2 separate regions of the Mus musculus genome follow, and region 2 is linked to region 1. The links are chromatin contacts, called in public HiChIP or PLAC-seq maps. All regions are on one chromosome and are shown on one strand. Each heading gives the region's core, a stretch centred on a gene start, on an enhancer-like site or on the middle of the called end of the contact. The rest is flanking DNA. Distances are from core to core; before and after follow the strand shown. Region 1 has its middle 68 kb from the start of Aldh8a1. Region 2 overlaps Sgk1 (serum/glucocorticoid regulated kinase 1).

What was found. HiChIP or PLAC-seq counts read pairs in DNA pulled down with a chosen protein or histone mark.
Region 2: a contact with region 1 is called in an H3K27ac HiChIP or PLAC-seq map of hepatocytes, with 27 times the contacts expected there. The contact joins two enhancer-like sites. A contact is called at or near these places in 5 of 15 datasets of contacts at CTCF or cohesin (CD8 T cells, the NIH/3T3 cell line, embryonic stem cells and 1 more), 29 of 484 Hi-C or Micro-C datasets (CD4 single positive thymocytes, CD8 T cells, CD8 central memory T cells and 17 more), 27 of 115 datasets of contacts at active chromatin or transcription factors (bone marrow-derived macrophages, craniofacial prominence, embryonic basal ganglia and 18 more) and 4 of 9 other capture datasets (adipose tissue, embryonic stem cells, liver and 1 more).

The regions. Positions count from the first base shown.
Region 1 is chr10:21,441,254-21,448,429 of GRCm38.p6, forward strand. No RefSeq gene overlaps it. Among named protein-coding and RNA genes, the nearest start is that of Aldh8a1, 68 kb to the left of the region's middle. Within about 2 kb of position 3,203, at least 23 of the 459 cell types and tissues checked have an H3K27ac peak or open chromatin away from gene starts, as enhancers often do. A contact at or near this core is called in hepatocytes and liver, where this site is marked.
Region 2 is chr10:21,996,586-22,003,761 of GRCm38.p6, forward strand. It overlaps Sgk1 (serum/glucocorticoid regulated kinase 1), which reads left to right. Exons shown (of 14, transcript NM_001161845.2): 9 at 1-86; 10 at 394-517; 11 at 757-852; 12 at 1,313-1,468; 13 at 1,575-1,664; 14 at 2,075-3,318. The coding sequence ends at 2,242. Among named protein-coding and RNA genes, the nearest start is that of Gm34267, 58 kb to the right of the region's middle. Within about 2 kb of position 4,131, at least 39 of the 459 cell types and tissues checked have an H3K27ac peak or open chromatin away from gene starts, as enhancers often do. A contact at or near this core is called in hepatocytes and liver, where this site is marked.

The DNA of each region.
Region 1 (7,176 bases), core at 1,953-4,452:
ACAAGAGGTGCCATCTGTGATCTCAGTAGGAAGACAGGCACGCAGGCATCCAGCCTTGCTCCAAATTACAGATGCGTCTCTTGAAAGCACTCAAAATGACAGCGTGGGCTCACTCCCATGTTCATGTGTAACAAACAGATGTCCTCACCCCCACCTCTGGGCCCTAGGAGAAAGATAAAATAGCAATCAGTGAGGACAGTTTGCAAACGTCTCTTTAACAGGCACTTTCCACCTTTGCTCTATTGACTATTGGAATGCTTAATTAAAAATAAGTTTTTCCCTGATTCTTTGCAAAGTACGTAACAGTTTATGTAAAAATACCACAAATCCTGCTTCCCTGTGACGTATGTGAACCCACCACTAGCCCCACAGGGAACCCCTGAGATTTCCTTCCTGTGGTCATGAATCTAGGGTTAGAGTGCACACCCGGTACGTATTGAGATACAAATTTAAGAACACAAGCAAGAAAGTTGAGATTTTAAATTTTGAGCATTTGTAGTGAGAGAGTGTCTATAAGCGTAGGAATTCTGTTCCCTGTAAATAAAGTGAGAGCACTTAGCCCAGGCCACCGAGAGAGCTGTTTGTTTAGCTTCAACTCTACATGGCCTTGTGATGACATCGTGTGTACCCTGTTACCTTACCTCATGATGACTTTTTTTTTCATCAGCTCCTGCAAAATATTTTGGCTACAATGAAAGCTGATGTCTCTCACTTTGTTCACATGGATTGGGAAACAAACTCCAGTTTAAAAAAAAAAAAAAGTCCCAATGATAGAAAGGGAACCTGGGTGATTTGATCTCATCGGTTCTGTTGGTGCAGATCACCCTTTGTAAGCTGGAAATGCAATCTGTGTTGATTCACAAAAGGGAGTCCAAATATGCATGTATGTAAACTGCTCGATTTGTAGGCCCATTCTTGAATTTTTCTCTGTGTGTTGTAACCTAATTTCTCTGAAGCTATGAAACAGGACACTGCCCAGCCTTATGAGTGGTTATAGTTTGCCAATGGGATCTCAATATTCCTTTCAGACAGGGCCACAGAGTAATGTAACCTCTCCAGAGTGTCCAGAGACCATGAAGTCCTTTGGTTAAAAAAGACTGACCTAGAAGAAAGAAATCCCACTGGTTCTGAGGATGCCTGTAACCCTAGAAACCACAGGGCAGTGGAGTCCTCACCATCAGCCAGTGGCCGAGTCCACTCATAACAAAACAACCTTCTCCAGGGCCAGTGTGTGACCCACAAAAATGCCCCACGTTATAATCAGCCTCTCTCACTCAGGTACGAGCGGTAAACAGCGCCTGTTTATTTCTCTGCTGGTTGTTCCTCTGGGCTGCTCAAAGATTGGGCCAGCTTAAGATTGAGGCTTCGCACCTTCAAGGGGATGTGGCTTTCCTAGAGAGGCATCAGGACACCCCTGCCCCTGTGACTGACAGCAAGGGGGACAGCACATTGTTTTTCTTTAGGACGTTGCTTCATTAAAAATGCTTCCTATTTTATCATACTTACAAGTGGCTAGCAATCCGTGCCTTTCTGGAAATTCTATCTAATTCTCAAGCTAGAGGAACAGGGGCCATGACTTGTTTTCTACTTCTTGGAATTCATCCTGACTCTGGGAGAGGTCAAGGCTGTGTCAGAACTAGTATCAGCTCATTGGTGAAACTAGATGTCAGTGAAGTCTTAGAACTGGGAGTGCCGCTATCTTACAATGGAAGTGGAGAAAGACCAAGCTGACATTTATCTAAGGTACAAAGAGACGGAATGATTGAGCCATGGTTTGCTTTAGGTATTTTGAGTCCCAGATCCACTGCCCTCTTTATTATATACTTCTGAATAAAATTATTTAGTTCCATAATTTACCACGGAAATATCTATAAAACAAATTTTCATAGTAAATTATGCTTAGGTGCCCCAAAGCTTCAGTTGCGTAATGTAATTGGATGCAGCATGTTTTCCATGAACCCTAGTGCTTTTCCCTAACACTAGATCTGGAGTTGCCTACGGTGTCTACAGTGCTATGTTGCTCCTGCCTGCTCTCTGTAGCTCACTGGCCGTGGGCTGTTACTGTTTTTAATTCCTAGCTGGACCCGTAGCTGTGGCCAATTGCCCTCCACTCAGTGATCTCCAGGACTACGTGCCAGAAGATGGCAAGATTCTGAGACTCTTAGAAGCATACCGGTCTTTCTTCTCAAATCAGGAACGAAATTGAAATGGCTTTCACGCCACATGACTTCTTCCTCTCTAAGCCATATTTGGTTTTTCTTTCTAGAAGTAATTCAATGGCACTCTCCTGATCAAAAGATGGCCTGACTGTGTTTAAAAGCAAGGCTCGCTACTGTTAGGCTGTAAACACGTGGAGAGTCTTAGCCTGGGACTACCCCGTGTTTGAAGAAACATTTCTTATTTCTATCCGAAGGCCCCTCCTGAAGGTCAGAGCTGAAGGAATTCATGTCCTAGCAGGGGACATAATTAGCCAGTAATGAGAGGCTGTCCTGAGGGGCGTCCTGAAACCTCTGTGGAAGTGTTGTGGGACAGACGGCCTGTTGTAATCCGTGGGATGGAAATGAGCTTCAGTGCTTAAAATGTTTCATAACTCCAAATCAGGCTGAGCCTCCTCCTGTCAGCCCACTGAGAGGCTGTGCCTGTGAGGGGAAGCGGCTGATGCTGTGGTCTTCTGGGGGAGGGGTGGTGGAGCCTGCTTTGTGCCTTGTAAAATATAAAGGCTTTCTGGTTCCATTCCATCTTCTTAAAAGGAAAAGCTACATGTTATATTATTCCGTTTGTATGAAAGGTTGCAAATAAATGAGTCTCTGGAGACATGGAAGCCTAAGCTGGTGGGTGTGTGCACAGGGAGGAGAGGGGTAAGGCTTCTTGAATGTTTGGGAAGGTAAAAATGGCAGCTTTTGCTTCCTGTACGCCAGCCTCTGCTGGTGTGCCCACCCATGCAGCCCTTGCTCCCTCTCCTGAAGTGAGTGCTAGCACACTCTTCCAGCTTACAGACAAGGGACCCGAGGCTCAGAGGAGGATCCAGGACTAGTTCCTTCATGGTCACACAGCTGGGATCCCTGCCTCACCATCTTGCTTTAGCATTGATACATAGACTGCAGGGCTTGGCTCTTTCTGCATTCAACTAAGGTCATTACAGTTTGGCCACCCAAAACACAGTGGTGAGAGGTCATGTTGGTGGAGGAGCTGAGGGTGGCCCAATCTAAATGTTGGCATAGGCTGGGTCTGCAGCAAAGGTTATCTGTACAAACAGATTAGCTCTCCTGGCTGTCATGCCAGTGGTGTGGCTGACGTCAATATCAACCTACACGGGCTTCTGTTTGCTTTGAGCTGGGGCCCACAGGCATCTCTCACCGTAGATTGGTCTGTGTGGTAGAGCTCTCCCACCGGAGACACCTGGAGTGGTCCTCGCAGCTGGAGCAGGCAAGCTAGCACGGCCCTCATTTCTGATGCAATATTGGCAAGCTGTCTCTGTACCGTGACCTCGACGATCAATGTGTGCACACACCACCCACATCAGTCCTTTGTAAGAAGCAAACAGCATTCATATTGCTTTATTGTTTTTAAATCATATACATTGATTTCTCAATGAAAGAAAGTGAGTCCCCTTAGGGATTTAGAATAACTTTCGTTTTGAGTTAACAATATATAGAAACAACAGTTTTCTATTTTGCCGACTACTTCAAAATAGATATTTCCAGTGTTCTAATTTTCCTCTTTATTTTTTCATATGTAGTTTTAAGTTCATAACCTTGACTCTGCAATCCTGCTGGACTTGGGGGGTGGGAAATGAGGAAAATATGAAAGCCAAAGACTGTCAGGGAAAAGCAGAGATTCCAGGAGCTTGTGAGCAGACGGGGTGGGGGCACTTTCCAGAGCTACAGAAAGAATGGCGGGTAAGATCCTGCAGGTCAAAAGGGTTAGAACTGTCCACTGTCAGCAATGGGTATTTTCTTCCAGATCTTGCCCTCCCTAGATCCCAAACACTCCATGGATTCCACAATGATGCACTCCCACTTCTTTCACCTTCCCAAAGACCAGCCACAGTCTTAGCAGTGAACAACAGAACCATTTGTGTTTGCATCAGTGTTTGCCATGGACAAGACCTGTATGCTGCAGGATGAAACTCTCATCTTTAGATTTCTTCTTGCAAAGTGACCTGCCACCAGTGCCATTATGCTGTGTGGAGTCATGACCCTGGCACATGGATCCTGGAACAACTGTGTGACAGAAGGAAACTTTAGATACGAATCCTTTCTCTGCAGGGCTCAGAACACCAAAGTTTTCTGCTGTCTTTGGAATTTAGTCTGCAAACGGCTCAAAGAAGATCCATCTCAAGGGCTTATCAATCATTGTGATGTCGAAGAACTCGGTGGGATGGCCAGGGCTGCAGCAAGGGCAACAGGGGAAGGCACCTCCTGCCCTAGCTTTTCTTGATGACTTTGTGTCTTTCAAATAAACGAAACTCATGGCTATGCTCAGCCTAGGAGCTCTAAGACCCCAGGGAGGGGTGAGCTGTAGTAAAGGGTGTGAGTCTCTGCCCGGGTTTTGCAGCCACTAAGAACTTGGCAGTCATGTGCCTCCAGGCGGCCTAGAAATCTTCACAGGGATTCCGTTTCCTGACAGTAAAATGAAAGCAATTGAAATATCAACTTCCAGTGTTGTAGCAAAGTTTAAATGTCCTTTCCAAGGACAAAATTACAACTTTAGCTGAGTTGGCTTTATTGTCAATTCTAGAATTAAAGCACACACACATACACACATACAACTATATGTATATGTAAAAATTCTCTATATATTTTAATTATATATTTATTTTATATATGCAATACATATTACATATATAATATAAATATAATATAAAATGTATATTTTATATTATATTTTTATATTTTACTAAGAAGGTTGAAAGAGACCAGTAGAAACTGTGTCTTCTAGATGTGACAAGGACACTGTATGCATGAACACACAGCTCTAGCTTACTGCACATGACCTGCACATGATCAAGCCAGTCAACATTCTAGCCAGAAGGGGAAGAGGGCATGAACCCACCCTTAGCTGAAAAGCGATTGAAAGCTAATGGCCTCTGGGGAAGGGAGAATCTGTTTTCTTTAAGGGTGTGGCTCCCAGTAGGTCAGACTCACCACAGTGGATGTTCTCAAACCCAGGAATATTTGGCCAGTACAAATTAGAGTCAGTGAGTTAATTAAAAAAAAAAAAAGATGAAGTTGGGGTGGGTAAGTAATTGGGGTGAATCTGAGAGGAGTTGAGGTGACTGTGATCATGAAACGTTGTTTAAAATTTTCGAAGAATTAATAAAAATATTTGGAAATTTTACATGTAATTTAATTTTTAAGTTTACATACAAGGAGCAGATTTTCTTGTGGTGCCTGCACACACATGGTTTTATTGGTCTTCCTCCCCGTTCCTTTGCCTCATCCCGCCGTCTGACCTGCATCCTTGTTCACACCCTCCTCCTGGTCCCTCCTACTGGCACACCACCGTCTTCTGCGGTTCTCACTGCCCATCCTCTAAAGCCGCTCCCTCTCTCACGTGCACCTCTGTAGTTTCCTGGCCTCAACTCAACTCGTTCTCACATAAAAACACACACGTGGAAATCAGAGGCTAGGCTCTGCATGTGAGGGAGAACATGTGGTATTCGTCTTTGAGACTTGCCTCACTTAAAATAACATTTCCCAGTTCCATTCATTTCCCTAACATTTCCATAATTTTGTTTCTCTATGCGGCTGAGTAAAATTCCATTGTGCATATACATCACGTTTTCTTTACCCTTCTATGTGCTGATGGCTGTCTGTGCTGCTGGGGATAGATCGAATGGATGTGGGAGTATTCTCAGAGACAACAGTCTCTTGTCTCCTCAGTGTTCTGGAGTGAGCCCTTGAAATCACTGCCTTGTTTTTTGTTTGTTTGGTTTGGTTTGGTTTGGTTTTTCCTCCCTGAATCCCTAATAAAACTGGCTGGTTTTTTCTCTGAGTGGAGAAGGTATAAGATACATACCTTATTCATCTAGCAAGCTAAAGAAGATTGTGTGTGGCTCTTGTTGAGAAGAAACATCCACCTGTGGGGCCCTGAGAGGGCTTCAGGGACAGTGGTGGGCTGGTCTGCTTCTCCTGTTCTTTAGCCTTACAGTGCACTGCCCTCTGCTCTGAGAACCCACTGTCAGGAATCACTCATTGACACCTTGTTTCACAACTGATGTGTGAGTCTCTACAGAAATCATCCCCTTTTCCCTCGGGGCCAATCAATCAATAACCTCACCCAATTATTAGCGCTCGGGCTCCTCCCATTTAAGGACTTTTCCCACTTGCTTGCCTGGTCTCATGATAAACGGTGTGCTCCTGACTAGCAATCGTGTTGGAAAGGTCCAATGCAGAAGATGGGACATGGCCGCATCTTATCTCACACAGCTGTCCTTGGCCTTGAGAGACCATGACTGTTCTACTTATCTTTTCTCAAGCCTTCATGGCCATTCCTACCACTATGGTTGGCCAGGCTGTGTGTACCCAAGGCCACTCTACCAAATAGTATACCAATACTATTCAATAGAGATGTTGTAGGAACCAGAAGGTTGCCCCATGCATTATTTAAACATTCTGAAACCACATGCAAAATAAAAACAAGCTGAGGCTGGAAGTCTGAGCTTACTGCTCTTGCGGAGAATTTTGGTTCCCAGAATCCACACAATGGCTTCCAAGAGACTGGATCCCCTCTCCTGGCTTCTTCTGGCTCCTGCATACATGAGGGGCACATATATTCACCCAGGCTAAAATGTGTATTATTATTGTATGTGTATTAAAGTAATAATTTTTTAAAAAACAAGAAGAAGCAAAACTCAGTTTAAGGATATTTTATTGAACTCTATGCATCCAAATAGTATCATTTTCCACATGTAGTCAGTAATTGAACTATCTTAATCTTCTCTTACGTTGACTAAATCTTTGATACTGAATGTATACTTTGTACTTAAACCACACCTTAATTGTGTCTACTCACATCATGCTTGGTGACAACACATGACCAGGCAGTATATTAGCATAGGGCTGTGTCACAGATATTTCAGATACTTAGAGTTGTAAAAGCAGAAGGAGTCGGGTAGGTATTTCTCTTCTAATTTGCATAGACCAGCGGTGGCTTTGTAACCACAGAGCTTTG
Region 2 (7,176 bases), core at 2,881-5,380, 560 kb after region 1:
TGCTTCCTGGAACCACGGGCTCGATTCTACGCAGCTGAAATAGCCAGTGCCCTGGGCTATCTGCACTCCCTAAACATCGTTTATAGGTGAGCCAAAGGTTCAAAGCTACCTTGAATGCTGGAGAGGGAGGCCAGGCTGAGCCTTTGGAGTCCTAAAATAATGAGATATTATGTGCACTTTGGTCACCTCTAACAATTCCCTAGCATGTGAGTTGTCTCAACTGCCCATACCAAGAGGGTGGTGCATAATCCTAACAGCCCAACTAAGGCTCCTTTCTGTGATTGGCTGTGGAACAGGAGTGGATTAGCAATCTTCTTAATACCCAAGCAATCTTTACAGAGGGTTTGTCATGAAGTCAAGCTAACCTACCTGTGTAACTACTTTTTCCTACAGAGACTTAAAACCTGAGAATATTCTCCTAGACTCCCAGGGGCACATCGTCCTCACTGACTTTGGGCTCTGCAAAGAGAATATTGAGCATAACGGGACAACATCTACCTTCTGTGGCACGCCTGAGGTAGGCAGTCTGACGCAGTGCCCGGTGTATACACACAGGGGACCAGTGGACATCACAAAGCACAGAGGTTTTAACTAAGAAGCAATCCAAATACACACACACACACACACACACACACACACGCACGCAAGACGAGGTGGGGAGGGGAGCCAGTTGACCCTGGCTCTTTTCAAAGCACATGTTTGCTGTGCGGACTGCCAGGTTCTGAGAGCTAACCCCTCTCTCTGGTGTCATTTCAGTATCTGGCTCCTGAGGTCCTCCATAAGCAGCCGTATGACCGGACGGTGGACTGGTGGTGTCTTGGGGCTGTCCTGTATGAGATGCTCTACGGCCTGGTGAGTAACACACAGCATCGTGCCCAGAACACTTCTAAGACATATGTGGACTTGCTCGTGCAGGCTTAGCTACCGTGGCTTCTCTGTGTCAGAAGCCTTATCAAAAGCTTTAGTAAAGGAGACAACTGGCTATTTTACATTTTATAATTTTATAAATAAGTCTTTTGGATCTTTTTTCAATAGTCTTGTTCGAATCTCAGGGCAGGTTCAAGTACTGAAAATTGAACCCACCCTCTCCAGTGGGTTTCTTCTGCACAGTATACTACAGTTTACTTAACCTGCCCAGTATTAGCCCCATCGCACGCATGCGCATTCTCTCTCTCTCTCCCTCTCTTCCCAGTAGGGGTTGTAAGATAGCCAGGGAAGGGGCCAGCTTAATACTCGGAACTCAGCACTTTATATCTAGTAGACACTAGACAAAACTTGAGTTGACTCAGAAGGAATTCCCTTCCTTTTCCAGCCCCCGTTTTATAGCCGGAACACGGCTGAGATGTACGACAATATTCTGAACAAGCCTCTCCAGTTGAAACCAAATATTACAAACTCGGCAAGGCACCTCCTGGAAGGCCTCCTGCAGAAGGACCGGACCAAGAGGCTGGGTGCCAAGGATGACTTTGTGAGTGTTGGTTGTCCTGCTGTCATGGGACCTTGGGGAAGAAGGTTGACTTTGTGACCTTGTATTGAGTTCTCCGCATCTAAATGAATATGTTTCTTTCCAACAGATGGAGATTAAGAGTCATATTTTCTTCTCTTTAATTAACTGGGATGATCTCATCAATAAGAAGATTACACCCCCATTTAACCCAAATGTGGTAAGTATCTGTGTGTTTCTGGTGTAAGAATAGCGAGACCCAGGTTTCTTTCCTGTCAGAATTTGAAGAAATAAGTACCAGATGCTATCTAACTCATAGACTCATTATCCCATAGGAGAGTTATATTTTTTGTTTTTTTTATCCCAGCTAGCTCACTGAATATAAATACATGTATTATAATTTCCAGGCCTAGAGACATACCTTAATACCTGTACCTCAGGAGACTGAAGCAGGGTAGAGTTTGAGGCCAGCCTAGGCTACATAGTGAGACCTTGTTATCAGTGATACCCTCTGGAACTTTGGAGCCTTTAGAATTAAGCTTCTAGTGGGGGATTATAGGACTTAAGGACTCCCTGTCCTTTGCCCTGTGCCCTTTTTGACGCTGAGTGTATTTCCCCTTCTTGTAACAGAGTGGGCCCAGTGACCTTCGGCACTTCGATCCCGAGTTTACCGAGGAGCCGGTCCCCAGCTCCATCGGCAGGTCCCCTGACAGCATCCTTGTCACGGCCAGTGTGAAGGAAGCAGCAGAAGCCTTCCTCGGCTTCTCCTATGCACCTCCTGTGGATTCCTTCCTCTGAGTGCTCCCGGGATGGTTCTGAAGGACTTCCTCAGCGTTTCCTAAAGTGTTTTCGTTAGCCTTTGGTGGAGTTGCCAGCTGACAGAACATTTTAAAAGAATTTGCACACCTGGAAGCTTGGCAGTCTCGCCTGCCCGGCGTGGCGCGACGCAGCGCGCGCTGCTTGATGGGAGCTTTCCGAAGAGCACACCCTCCTCTCAATGAGCTTGTGAGGTCTTCTTTTCTTCTCTTCCTTCCAACGTGGTGCTAGCTCCAGGCGAGCGAGCGTGAGAGTGCCGCCTGAGACAGACACCTTGGTCTCAGTTAGAAGGAAGATGCAGGTCTAAGAGGAATCCCCGCAGGTCTGTCTGAGCTGTGATCAAGAATATTCTGCAATGTGCCTTTTCTGAGATCGTGTTAGCTCCAAAGCTTTTTCCTATCGCAGAGTGTTCAGTTTGTGTTTGTTTGTTTTTGTTTTGTTTTGTTTTTCCCTTGGCGGATTTCCCGTGTGTGCAGTGGCGTGAGTGTGCTATGCCTGATCACAGACGGTTTTGTTGTGAGCATCAATGTGACACTTGCAGGACACTACAATGTGGGACATTGTTTGTTTCTTCCACATTTGGAAGATAAATTTATGTGTAGACTGTTTTGTAAGATATAGTTAATAACTAAAACCTATTGAAACGGTCTTGCAATGACGAGCATTCAGATGCTTAAGGAAAGCATTGCTGCTACAAATATTTCTATTTTTAGAAAGGGTTTTTATGGACCAATGCCCCAGTTGTCAGTCAAAGCCGTTGGTGTTTTCATTGTTTAAAATGTCACCTATAAAACGGGCATTATTTATGTTTTTTTTCCCTTTGTTCATATTCTTTTGCATTCCTGATTATTGTATGTATCGTGTAAAGGAAGTCTGTACATTGGGTTATAACACTAGATATTTAAACTTACAGGCTTATTTGTAAACCATCATTTTAATGTACTGTAATTAACATGGGTTATAATATGTACAATTCCTCCTCCTTACCACACAACTTTTTTTGTGTGCGATAAACCAATTTTGGTTTGCAATAAAATCTTGAAAACTATTTGCATAAATTGTGTCATGTGTTAACTTTGTATATATTGATAAACTGGATTTAGGAGGGGGGAAAATAATGGATCAATGTGAACATACTTTTGGTAAGCTCAGTATAGTAGCACACAATTTCCATCCCATCTCCATCACTTAAGCAGGGCTGATGCAGGAGGATTATGAATTGGGGACAGCCTGGATGGAAGAATTAAGATCAGCTCAGTTTGCCCAGTTTTTTGGTTTCTTTGTTCAGGGAGGGTCGGGTCGTAGTTTACTGAGGCTGGCTCGTAACTTCTGGTGGAGGACTCCCTAGCATGTGAAGGTCTGGGCTGGATTTCCAGCACTGAGAACATAGTCTGCATTTTCCCCAAGTCTCTGTGCGGCCAGTCATGAATCCATCCAAACAATGCAATAAAATAGCATTGTATATCAATAATGTTCCCTGTGTTGACTGTCTAGTGAGGTCCTATGGACAGCTTGTCCTTACATTTGGCTTAACAAGTGACAGGTAATTCTTTTAACAAATATGAGTACTTGGGGCTGAGCTCTGCTCTGACTGCTAGAGACATGATATAGGTCATTGCTCTCAAGGGAGGGTCTGGACCATAGCGTAGGGTGTCACCAAAGAGGGCATGGCACATTCATAAGTGCCCGAGTTCCCAAAAAACTATCCCAGAACAGGCTCAGGAGAAAGGAACCCAGTACCTGCTTAAATCAGTGGAGCTAGCAACTCAAGGGCCACCAGGTTGTGAGTCTGTCCTACAGAGCACTCCAAGGTCTGTCCAGCTAGGAATTAACACCGTCAGGCAATCCTCTCAAGCCCCATCCTCTGGACCTTGCGCATGAACGCTCAAGGGATGCCCAGTGGATCCTGCTGTCACGTGCAGCTTTTCATCTGGTCCACCGCCCTCCCCCCCATTTGTATATAGTTCCCCCAAGGGGAAGCTGTGACCTTTCCCCTCTTCTGACTCATTGAAGGTCTCCACTTAGCCCCCCCCCCCCCTTCCCTTATCCAGCATGTCTTGTGGAGTGCACTGAAGGAACGACATTCAATGAGAGGAAGACTGCCAGCTCCCAGTGGCCACAGATTGCACGATGCAGTTGTACTGGGCATCAGCTGTGTATTAAATTCCCTACCAAACCCAAACAACAAGAAGAATGTCAGACTGTTCTCCAGGGAAAGGTGCTGCCAGCTTTAGGCGGAGGGCTCCCTCCTTCCCCCACATTCTCAATGGCAACATCAGTTACAAACCATTGCTTGAACAAAAATGTTTCCACTGTCCTCAGAGGCTATGATCGCAAAGGTCTATGATCTCACTGGGTTCCCAGAGGACCCAGTTGTGAATTAGAATGTGTCTTTTGCTTGGGTTTTTAATTTTGTTTTTGAGGTTTTCTTTATATATATTTTTTATTTGATTTTGAGATAAAGTCTATGTAGGCCTGGCCGTTCTGGAATAGACCAAGCTAGCCTCAAACTCAGAGATACATGTCTCTGAGTGCTGGAATTAAAGGCCTGCTCCTCTAATCCTGGCCTCTTTTGCTTTTTGAAAGATGAGATCTCACATAGTTCAAGCTGGCCTTAAACATGTCATGCAGTTACAGATGGCCTTGAACTCCTGATCCTTCTGCCTCTGTCAAGTTCTAGAATTTGCCTGACTTGAAGGTCTCTATTTCTTTGGTTATTTTGTTTTCTTTTTCTTTAGTTGGAAGTATGATTTATTGGGGTGTAGTCAATCACTCCACACAGATATGAATTTATCTAGAACTGAAAGATTCCAGAGGTATCCCAAGTGCTATCAAACAAATGAGAGGTTGGATCAGCACAGTTGTGCAGGAAGGGAACAGGGCAGTCAAGAAGGAACAAGAGATCAATAGACAAACAGCAAATATTTGCTAAGTGTTCTGATGCCAAGTACCACATGTGCCAAGGTATTGCTTATCTACAGGAGTGGGGCATGTCCCTGCCAACGTGTTCCCAGAGGCTAAGCCACTGAGGTGGAAAAGGGGACAATTGGCTCAGGTGTGGCCAAATATGCTCCACATCCTCACACTTGGGAGGCAGCAGAGTGGAGTCTGGACTATAGAAAGAGATTCCGTGGCTCGAAAGAGAATGGGGGTGGCGAGGGAGGAAGGGACGGAAGGAAGAAAGAGAAGGGAAGGGAGGGAAAGAGGAAGGGAGCAGTTTGTATGTTCATAGCTCCCCAGGTATGGGTTTACTCATCTGAATTTGGGACAATTTATTCAGCTGATCCACTAAGCTTCAATGAGTTGATCCTCTGCTACCATGAAGAGTAAGACATTCTCCTTGAATGATGTGCCACATCCTTGAGGAGACACCGCATGATGCGCACTCATAGCCACACAGGAGATAGTGAATGTGGAATCAAGGGGACGGTGGAAGCCCTGAGGCCCCCGTGAAATCTGGGACAGGGGACTCCCTAAGAGTCATACTAATCAACAGAAGTTCTGGAAGCATTCCTGGGATGAGGGTTTGCTAGCTGAGACAGTGCTAGCCATCAGCTGGTCCCATTGAGCTCTGACTCCATGCAAACATTATGTTCTATTCTTCCTTCATAATAACAACAGTGACATCAAAGGCCAAGAAACTGTAGGAAGGTAGTCTGCTAGTAGTCAGTTCAGCCAAATGAAACCATGGCACTTTGTTCACAAAGCCTGCCCTGCTGCCTGAGGTCTAAGACAGACAGAGACACATTTGTTGGCTATTTCTATGAGAGTTCACCAAATTAAATAACCCTGCAAAGGTGCTGCTACCTTGTATTCTACTGGCCGATGAGATGGGGAGAAGAGAGAAGCTCTGCAGATACTATTCTACTGGTGGCTGGTGAGATACAGTAGCCAAACCACATGCACTGTGGAGATAAACTAGGCTGCCATGTTAGAAATGTGTTCAGCATTACGAACAAGATGAATATGTATGTAACTGGTATATGTGTGTGTGTGTGTGTGTGTGTGTGTGTGTGTGTGTGTGTGCTCTAAGATAGAGCATTCCAAATTTGACACTAATCATAGAATGAATAAATCAATGGCTGTCACATAGTGGAATACTATACAACAGAGAAGAATCACTCCTCCAAGTATCAGGAAAGAAATCTCACAGACAGCAATGACAGCACGCGACTTGACTTCTATAAACATGACAAGCAGGAAAGCAGGGTGACCTGATTTGGAGGCAAGGATGTGACTTATTCTTGGAGTGAACGTCTAATGGCCAAGAGAATGTGAGGACAGGCTTTGGGTACCACTTCGAGTTTTGATATTTGGTCAAGATCAGGCTGGGTACTGCATAGCATGTGTACTTTTTTGTTATTTTATGTTATTTTGGTTGGCTGGATTTTTTTTTTTTTTGGTTGGCTGGATTTTTGAGACAGGGTTCCAATCTACATCTCAGACTACTCTAGGCTGGCCTTGAACTCATGGTAATTTTTCTGTCTCAGCCTCCCAAGTGCTGGAATTATAGGAGTACACCACCACACACTTTCCTCTACATCTGTTATATAACAATAAAGATGCTAATAAAACATGAGCTGCCATGAAAACAGGCTATTAAAGGGACACATCAAAGGAATACTTTACCCAATCTAGAGACAGCCTTGGGGCTAAACGCAGACTCTTAGGAACGTGAGGTTTGGGAAACTGGAGACTCAAGTAGGGAGACTGTGAAAGTGAGGCAGAGAAAAGGAAGTTCTGGGTGATGGTAGGGAAGGCAGTGGTAAGGGCGGAGGTGGTGATGGTGGTAATGGCAGTGGTGGTGGTGATGGTGGTGGTGATGGTGGTGATTGTGGTGATAGTGGTAGTGGGTGGAATCAATAGCACCTTTGCCAGAGGAAGCGACTCTGACAAAGCTGGGTCCTAATCAGTTC